2 separate regions of the Danio rerio genome follow, and region 2 is linked to region 1. Evidence: chromatin contacts called from public HiChIP or PLAC-seq data. All regions are on one chromosome and are shown on one strand. Each heading gives the region's core, a stretch centred on a gene start, on an enhancer-like site or on the middle of the called end of the contact. The rest is flanking DNA. Distances are from core to core; before and after follow the strand shown. Region 1 holds the start of yrdc (yrdC N(6)-threonylcarbamoyltransferase domain containing). Region 2 holds the start of tfpt (TCF3 (E2A) fusion partner).

What was found. HiChIP or PLAC-seq counts read pairs in DNA pulled down with a chosen protein or histone mark.
Region 2: a contact with region 1 is called in an H3K4me3 HiChIP or PLAC-seq map of embryo, with 7 times the contacts expected there. The contact joins the promoter of tfpt here to the promoter of yrdc in region 1. A contact is called at or near these places in 1 of 18 Hi-C or Micro-C datasets (an unstated tissue) and 1 of 4 datasets of contacts at active chromatin or transcription factors (embryo).

What each region holds. Positions count from the first base shown.
Region 1 is chr16:4,397,629-4,402,635 of GRCz12tu, forward strand. It overlaps yrdc (yrdC N(6)-threonylcarbamoyltransferase domain containing), which reads left to right and starts at 3,571. Exons shown (of 6, transcript NM_001083867.2): 1 at 3,571-3,786. The coding sequence starts at 3,711. It overlaps LOC100535213 (a long non-coding RNA gene), which reads right to left and starts at 284. Exons shown (of 3, transcript NR_170100.1): 1 at 232-284; 2 at 1-53.
Region 2 is chr16:4,749,027-4,753,669 of GRCz12tu, forward strand. It overlaps tfpt (TCF3 (E2A) fusion partner), which reads left to right and starts at 1,485. Exons shown (of 6, transcript NM_001160707.1): 1 at 1,485-1,751; 2 at 3,234-3,449. The coding sequence starts at 3,234. ppp1r8b (protein phosphatase 1, regulatory subunit 8b) reads right to left here and starts at 1,412. Exons shown (of 8, transcript NM_201200.1): 1 at 1,297-1,412; 2 at 959-1,019. The coding sequence starts at 1,346.

The sequences.
Region 1 (5,007 bases), core at 2,321-4,820:
TCTCTTTCGGAGATCCGCCCATCAAGATCCTCCAGATGACTCACAGAAGGACTCTGTTAAAAGTTACATTTATTATTGCATTTAATAAACTATTTTAATAGTCAAGACAAAAAAAATACGGTTTACTTGAGTTGAAGACTCCGTTGTACCACCAGTGTTTTCTGAGTGCGAACATTTATGAGAAATATTAACGTTATTCATTAACCACACACACAAATACACAAATCTTACCTCCAGCTGACGCCATTTTAGTTTTACTTGTAAAGAAGAACGGTCTAAAATATATCGGTTATCATTAGTCCTAATTGCGTGATTAATAGGTGTTAACATGATACACCTGGATGATTCACTCTTAATTTTGTTGATCCTGCGAGACTAAAATATCTCCGTGAATTTTAGTTTATTTGTTTAAGCTGCAGTTTTGAAGGAGCTTTTATTTTGAAGTGCTGTCAACATGCTTTGATAGCGAGAGCGCGTCGAGAGAAGACGACGGGTAGACAGCATAGACAACGCTTTCAGCCTTGCGATAAAAAATAAAGTCTCGGATAACAAGTTAAGTTTTAATACTAAAAATTCAAACAATTAATCTCATTTAAGCGCATTTAATATGGGAAATAGCTTCGGTTAAAGCGAGTCAAACCTGTTTGATCTCGCCGGCGTCACAGCCCATACGGTCACGTGATCCTCGAAGCGCTACATATTAAATCTTGTTTTTTTTTATTTTATTTTTTTTATTATTGTAAGTATTTGAATATTACACATAACATGAAGATAAATTTACACACAAAAATTATCCATTGAGCTTTACAACGTTAAATACAGCATGCTTTGGTTATTGCGTCAATTTAGTGGCAGAGGCGACATTAATGTGGTTTTCTTATATTTAAGCATAGAGGTAAAGTTGGTTTTATATTCGCACATTCGTTTATTTAGCAGTCTCTATATTGTTTATCATGTTTCTTAGAATAGTCGATCGGATTAGCATGCAAGTATGACTTTAAAGCAACATTAACACTATCTAATTCACTGTGAACACTGTTGTACTTTAATAGTCATTTCCCGCTAATATGATTTCCCTATTTACAATTTGCACAGAAGACTTTTCTAAAATGATATTATTAAGGAGAATGTCTGAATATCCAAATATAAAACCAATTTTATATTATTATACAATTTTAATATTTACCTCTATTATTTAAGCCTCGGGTTTTGCTTGCTTACACTGTGATCATGCAGCTTTTTCAACTAATTTACAATTAAATTACTATATACTTTAGTTGCATTTAATATTGTTAGAGGATCTTTTTGGTGCTAAATATTTGTCATGCAATAATTCTAGTTTATTAATATTCTTTCAAATATTTACATTGCTTATTAAAATGTGTGTAGTATTTAAGGTTAAAACAGAAAAAATACAATTTTTGTATTTTAGAAAAGCAGCATTTATTTGATGGAAAATACAGTAACAATTGCTGAAATATTATTAAAATTGTACACAATTGTTTTCTTATTGGATGCAGTTTCAAATGTAATTTATTCCTGTGATTTAAAGCTGAATTGTCCTCATCATTACATCAGTGTCAAATGATCCTTCGGTAATCTTTATAATATGATGATTTGCTGTTCTATTATGATCAGTTATAATTAGTGCAACATCATTAACTATTTCCTACAACTATCTGCTGAATTTTTGTCTTCCAGCATAGTATCATGGAAACTGTGATACATTTGCTTTTAGAATTATTTGATCATTCATTCATTCATTTTCTTTTCTGCTTAGTCCCTTAATAATCTGATAGAGGAAAAGTTGGTTTTATATTGGGATATTCAGATATTCTCTTTAATAATATAATTTCAAAAAAGTATTTGCAAATTCTAAATTGGGAAATCATATTAGCAGCAAATGACGATCAAAGTACAACAGTGTTCACAGTGAATTAGATAGTGTTAATGTTGTTTAGAAGTCATACCTGCATGCTAATTCCGATCGAATATTCAAAGTAGCATGATAAACAAACAATATAGAGACTGCTAAATGAACAAATGTGCGAATATAAAACCAACTTTACCCCTATATTAATCTGGGGTCGCCACAGCAGAATAAAACCGCCTATTTGATAATAAGCCAGTTCAAAATAATAGCTTTTATTTGCAATCTTTTTCACATTATAAATGTATTGCAATGTGTTTTAAATGTTCCTTATTTCTAATGGAAAAAAAGACAGCAAATCACATTTTAAATTAGTTAAAATTGTAAAAAGTATTTCACAATTTAATTATTTTTGCTGCAGATTTTTCATCAAATGAATGCAGTCTTGGTGAGCAGAATTGGCTTTACTGTTTCCAAACTTTCAAGTGTGTATGTAAAATCTCACATCCTTTTTTTAATGAAAGACCACACAATGAATGCAAGCAAATACTGAATTTAAGATTAAAGTTTAAAAATTGTGCTCAAATGTACATATTAAGTAACATGTACAATATATATCCACAGAGACGAATTAACCAATTGGCATTATGGGCACAGGGGACCGTGCACACTTGGAGTCCCTACGCAGATTTATAGATATTAGGCAAGGCAAGTTTATTTATATAGCACATTTCATACACAGTGGCAATTCAAAGTGTTTTACATAAACAAGAATAAAAAAGACAAGTTTAAGAACATAAAAAACAGACAATAAAAATGATTAAAAACAGATTAAAATGAGTTAAAACAGGCTATAAAAGAATGAAAAAGAAAAACATACTAATGCAATCTGTCCGACCTATAGTGCAATATTATTTTTATAGATTTTATCCATGTGAATTGAATCTGAACTGAAAGTTTCTTCCTCCATACAGCATAGTCAGAAGAGGAAAACAATCAAGGGGACTCTGGAATATATGAAATCAAGATATAATATGCGCATTTTCACAAATGCTGCTTCTTAAAGAAGACACGTATGTTCAGCATTTATCATTTTTACAAAGTAAAAATGGATATCAGGCCATCTTTCAGATTGTAAATTGTGTCAGTAAGGTTTATTGGTGAAGATAGATGGCAGTAGTGCATCTAGAACTCTGCGTAAAACAAGAAGTAGATTTAGAAGAAGAAGAGGAGGAGCTGTCAGATAGGAGCGTTCGATTCCTGTTTTTAAGGAGTCGACTCTGATTCACTACTGTTACCGTTGGAAGTGATTCTTCCACATTATTTGCACCAAAACACAGGATCTGGAAAATAGGTGATGTCTCTAAACATATACTGTAATATGATAAAACAGTGTTAAAGATGAAAAATAACATAAAAAGACATAATAACAAACATAACCTATCTACATGTATTGATGTTCATATGAACATATCTAGTCTAATGAAAAATAAAGCGCTAATACATTTACATTAATATCAACCTTTATAGTTTTACTTGCAGGTAAAAAGTTATGTATGATAAAAAAGTCTAAAATATGCATCCTGAAAGAGAAAAGTGTGAGACATAGGGAAAGAGTCGATTCCTGTACCGGAATCGACTCTGATTCTAGAACTATTAGAATCGACTCTTTGGAATCGACTCCCATTTCTGCCAAACGTGGCTTCCGGCAGCTGTCTGAAAGCATGTTGTGTACCGCTCTTGAGCCGAGCTGTTTATGTTTTTCAGGTGTTTTCGTGCTGCCAGCCTTCGTTTAGGAGTTTGTTCGAGCACCAGATACAAGTCGTTTAAACGCGATATAATGTGTAAAGAGCTGAAGACGAGAGTCCTGCGGATTTCATCTAATTTCTCTGATGACCTGACGTTACATCAGCCGGGTAAGACACATCCAGTGATGCTTGTTAAATAAGACTTACAACATGAAGATAAAGTTTTACATATAAGACTTTCCCCTGGCTTTTTTTTCGAAAACTTAACGACGTCTTAAGAAATCTACTGAAAAACCATGTCACGTAAATACGCGCCAGACCAGTATGTGGCGCTGTGTGCTCATTAAAAAAGATGCGTTAGAAAAATGTCGATATTAATGTGTTTTATTAACGTTTTTAATGTAACTATAGAAATTACGAGAAGTACAGTACGTTGCAAAAGATGAAAATTGAATTGTATTGAGGTAAAGGTGGTTTATATTCGCACATTTGTTCATTTTTGAACAGTGAACACCCGTTACACCGTATTGTTTACCATGGTACTTTGAGCATTTGGTCAGAAATCACATTGAGGTAAAGTTGCTTTTATTATTATTCATTATTTTTCTGACTTTATCCTAAATAATATAATTTAAAAAAATAATTATTTGCAAATTTAAAATAGGGGAATCATATTAGCAGCCGATGACTAAAAAAAAAGTACACTGTAAATTAACGTTAAGTCAATTAAATAGTGGTAATGTTGTTTTGCGAATTTCAGAGCCAATAGTCAAATTAGCAAGATAAACAATATTGAAAATGTTAAAAGTAATGAATGTTCAAATATTAAACCAACTTTGCCTCAATAGAAATCAACTGTAAATTTGACTTTAATAGACATACAACGTTAGGAGTAAAGTTGGTTTTACATTCGCACATTCGTTCATTGAGCAGTCTCTATATTGTTTGTTTATCATGTTATTTTGAATATTCTAACGGAATTAGCATGCAAGTATGACTTCTAAACAACATTAACTCTATGTATTACACTATGTTGTAGTTTGATAGTCATTTGCTGCTAATATGATTTTTCTATTTAGAATTCGCACAGAAGACTTTTCTGAAATTATATTTTTAAGGAGAATGTCTGAATACCCCTATATAAAACCAACTTTACCAATATAATAGATGTTGGCTGCCATAGAGGTAAAGTTGGTTTTTAATTCGGATATTTTAACTGAAATTAAACACACATTGCCTAAAATGCGCTTTGCAACAGGGTTGTTTGTTTGAATATTTTATTATATATTATGGTTTCCGCTACATGCATTCTTTCATGGCGAGGCGCCACACCAAAATGCATCCCTCCACAGCTACATTACAGCTTCCCATTCAAAACATTCAGTCATT
Region 2 (4,643 bases), core at 235-2,734, 350 kb after region 1:
TTTTTGTTCATCTTCGTTAACTATAATAACTTTGATAGGCTGATGGCTGTTTATTTGCATGTTGTTGCTTTTTTGTGTAACTATTAGCTACTATTTTTATCTTCTGTGGGTTATGGATAAAAGACAGTCATTCTAATAGTTTAATCAAATTAATTTCGACTTTTGGAAATCACCAAGTGACCCCCTTGTATTATCATGTCACCCCCACTTTGGAAACCACTGATCTAAATGAATTACCTTCCAAATGGATTCAATTTCATATGGTGAAATCGTATTCGTATCGCAATATAAATCACAGAGAGAAAAAAAATATCACAGTGTCAGATTTTTCCAATATCACGCAGTTCTAGTATAGAGGATAAAAATGTAAAGCTTAATACATCTTTATTTTTTATGAAACTGTCTGAATATCCGAACATAAAACCCACTTTGCCTCTATATCCTTGATAAATAAGTCAACAACATTGTTCCCAGTCAATTAAACAGCACTAATGTTGTTTTGAAGTCATACTTGCACGTGATTTAAAAATACCATGGAAAACAATATAGTAAGATAGAGGTAAAGTTGGTTTTATATTGGGATATTCAGACATTCTCCTTAATAATAAAATGTAAGTAAAGTATTCTTTGCTAATTCTGAATAGAAAAATCATATTAGCAGCAAATGACTATCAAAGTACAGCATTGTTCACAGTGAATTAGATAGTGTTAATGTTGTTTAGAAGTCAGACTAGTATGCTAATTCCGATTGAATGTTCAAAGTAACATGATAAACAATATAGAGACTGCTCAATGAACGAATATAAAACCAACTTTACCCCTATTTTTGAAAAGCAATACAAGACAGATATGTTGATTTGCTTACATTTACTGTTTCACCTTATCTATATAAATACATTTATTACCTCAGACTTTTGACCAGTAACGTTAGTACATTGTATAAATATTAATGCAATACCTCAACAAGTTTATCTCCTTTCACCACGTCCAAATGCAGCCCTGCTGGAGGCTTTCCTGCCCTGAAACAAAATCAAGCCATGACCTCACGTCCAAACAACCCAAACATAATGAAATATGATCATGAATAACGCATTCGACATCCGACTGTTCTCCTTTTAAAAGCAAAACCTCTTTAGTGCACAATGAATGATGTTAAACAAGTTTGAGCTCCAGCAGTTTGGCGGCAGAGCTCTGCTAAAGAGCATTCATGCTAACAGCTCGACTGTTGTTCCTACGCTGGATAAGACCCAAACTTCACCCGAGCACTAACATTAGCATGTATTGTAGTGTTTTTACCATGAAGGACAGTCAAAATATGGATTCTTCTCTGCAGTATTTGTTGCCATTGTCACACATTCTTCTTTACAGCTACACACACGCCGAGCACTCTGGGAAAAAATAAGTGAACGGACGAGGGAACGTCTTCCGGTTCATGAATATTAAACGCGACGTCTCTTCAGATACTATTGACACTCACAGTCCTTGGTTCCTCCAGGCTGTTAGGTGGCGGTAATGAGTTTTCAACCGCCATTAAACCTGACTGCTGAAGAAGAAGGAGTCTGAAAAGATCGAGCTGTTTGAATTGCTTGAAATTAAAACGTAAAGTTTTTATTTATATGTCTACAATATACATGTAAATGCTATATCTGGGATCATTTGTTTAATAGTATATAAACGAAACTGCCGAGTAGTAGCAACGATATATTCGCTAAACCGCCATCATGAGTGATTGTTTACATCTCTGAATCAAGGTGAGTAACGATGACATAAAATTATAGAGGTAAAGTTGGTTTATATTCTTACATCCGGACTTTATCTTTAATAATACAGTTTATAAATAATATTTGCTAATTCTAAACAGAGTATGAAATTAAAACATTGTGCTAATTGTGTCAATAACATAAGTTAGTGCTAATGTTGATTTCAGACCCAATAAAATAGCGTGGTAAACAATATAGGGATGTTAAAATTGATGAATGTGCAAATAAAAAGCCAACTTTATCCCAATTTCTTGGAGTATGGGTGGAAATGATGCACACATAAAGAAGCTAACAGACAAATGGCATGGGTTTATTTGAAAGCAAAAATACAACAGAAAATAGTATACTGCACAATATGGAGGACGAAACCTGCAAAAACAATAAATAAATGAACACACAAATAAGTAAACAAATAAATTAATAAACCCACAAGTTCCTGCCTAAAACAATGATTAAATACCCTAAATAAATAGACAAATCCACAAATTCCTGCATAAACAAAAACAATGAATTAACAAATAAATATATGCACAAACATATAAATATATGTAAAAATTCTTGCATAAATAAATATGTAAGTTATTAATAATGCAGGTAGATAAATCAACTTTCAGTTTAGCATTTACTTATTCCCCAAACATTTATTTCATTATTTATCTGCCCGCACTATTCGTTTTTTATATATTCATGCAGGAATTTGTAGATATTTCTTTATTTGCATATTTATTTATTGTTTTATTTATGCAGGAGCTTTGTGGATTTATTCATTCATTTATTTGTGTATTTATTTTTTTATTTATGCAGGAATTTGTGGATTTATTTATTCATTCATTTATTTGTGTATTTATGTATTTATTGTTTTATTTATGTAGGAGTTTGTGAGTTTGTGGATTTATTCATTTCATTTATTTGTGTATTTATTTATTGTTTTATTTATGCAGAAATTTGTGGATTTATTTATTCATTCACTAATTTGTGTATTTATTGATTTATTGTTATTTATGCAGGGATTTGTGTATTTATTTATTTATTTATTAATTTATTTATTTATTTGTGGATTTATTTATTGTTTTATTTATGCAGAAATTTGTGGATTTATTTATTCATTCATTTACTTATTTGCGTATTTATTTTTATTGTTTAATTTTTGCATAAGTTTGTGGATTTATTCTTTCTTTTATTTGTGTATTTTTTATTGTTTTATTTATGCAGAAATTTGTGGATTTATTTATTCATTCATTTACTTCTTTGCATATTTATTTATTGTTTTTTGCAGATTTCGTCCTCCATAGCACAATGCATAAACCAGTAATATGTAATGGCAGTATAGTGTACAATTCGGCATCATCGGTATCAGCCATGCAAACCGAATGGTCCATGTTAGATCAAGCCCACTCACCAGTGTGACACACACTTCATAAATGTTAAGCAAAGCTTTTTTCTAAGGTTTTCTGTTTTGTGTGTGTGCTTCAGATGATGGAGGATTTCTCGGGTCTGGCTCTGCCACCTCTGTTTGGGGGTCACATTCTGGAAGCGGAGCTGGAGACCGGTGGAGTGGAGCTGGGCCCCGGAGGTACCGAGCTCCTGGAGACCGACGGGGCCCCGAGTGGCTCCGGGGATGAGGAGAGGAGAGAGCTGGACAGAAACAAATACCAGACGCTCAGCAAACGCTGCAAAGAGATCCAACAGGTGAACCCACAAAACATTAGAGAGTTCTCTTTAATAACTGTTCACAAAGATTGCATTTACACGCCATGCTTCAAGTCACCTAATTGAGAGTTTTCAGTTTTTTATATAAATATATGTGTGTGTGTGTGTGTGTGTGTGTGTGTGTGTGTGTGTGTGTGTGTGTGTGTGTGTGTGTGTGTGTGTGTGTGTGTGTGTGTGTGTGTGTGTATACAGGGCTTTACATTAATGATCACCGGCTTTGGCTAGTAGTTTTCCAATGTTACTAGCCACTCTGCATTTTCACAAGCCACAGTTTAGTTGTTGGGAAAATATATTTTATATGCATAAATTTAACATTGACATGCTAAAATTACTTGATTTAAATTTTGTGTTATGTCCACATGCGTCCTCATTCATTTCAATTTTTGTGTGTCGAGTATGAGCTTGCTCAATGAGAATGAGCAAAGGAGTATTGTTATATTGCAATTAGTTTTTATTTTACATGATTTTTTTAGAGCTCAAAATTAACGATTTCCCAAATTTATCTCTAACCACACTAAACAAGAATTATTTCTTAGCCACAAATTTTTTTATGTGTCAAAACAAGCAAAATATAGCTGTATACTATACTTTTTATTTAACAAAACATTTCCTAAAAAAGAATGAAAAGCAATTGACTTTTAAAAAATAACTATTGTCATGTATCAAAAATAAGCACGGTAATCTGTCGTGGCTAAAGATCTCTCGGATCACCAGTTGACTGCACATAAATGGAGAGTTCATCTCCCATTAAAGCAATATTGTAAAAAACAATAATTCACGATTCGGGAGCGCGCACGCGTTTTAAGAACTCGCGCATATCACATCAGCTGTTAGCGCGAGTGATGATCATTCTCTCATTCGGTATTCACTTGCTTTCTTCTGCTCGCGTGATCACAATTATTTTACTTCTCGATTCTAAGATCCCATTTTGATCCACATATTGATCATCATCTTTATATTGACGAACCCTGCTTTTAGGAAAACTACAATTTCAAAATTATTTTCAATCAGCCAAAGTGGCTAGTGGGATTGTCTGTCTAACCCGCCAAAGCTGAAATCTACCCGCATTTGGCGGGTTGACGTGTGTGTGTGTGTGTGTGTGTGTGTGTGTGTGTGTGTGTGTGTGTGTGTGTGTGTGTGTGTGTGTGTGTGTGTGTGTGTGTGTGTGTGTGT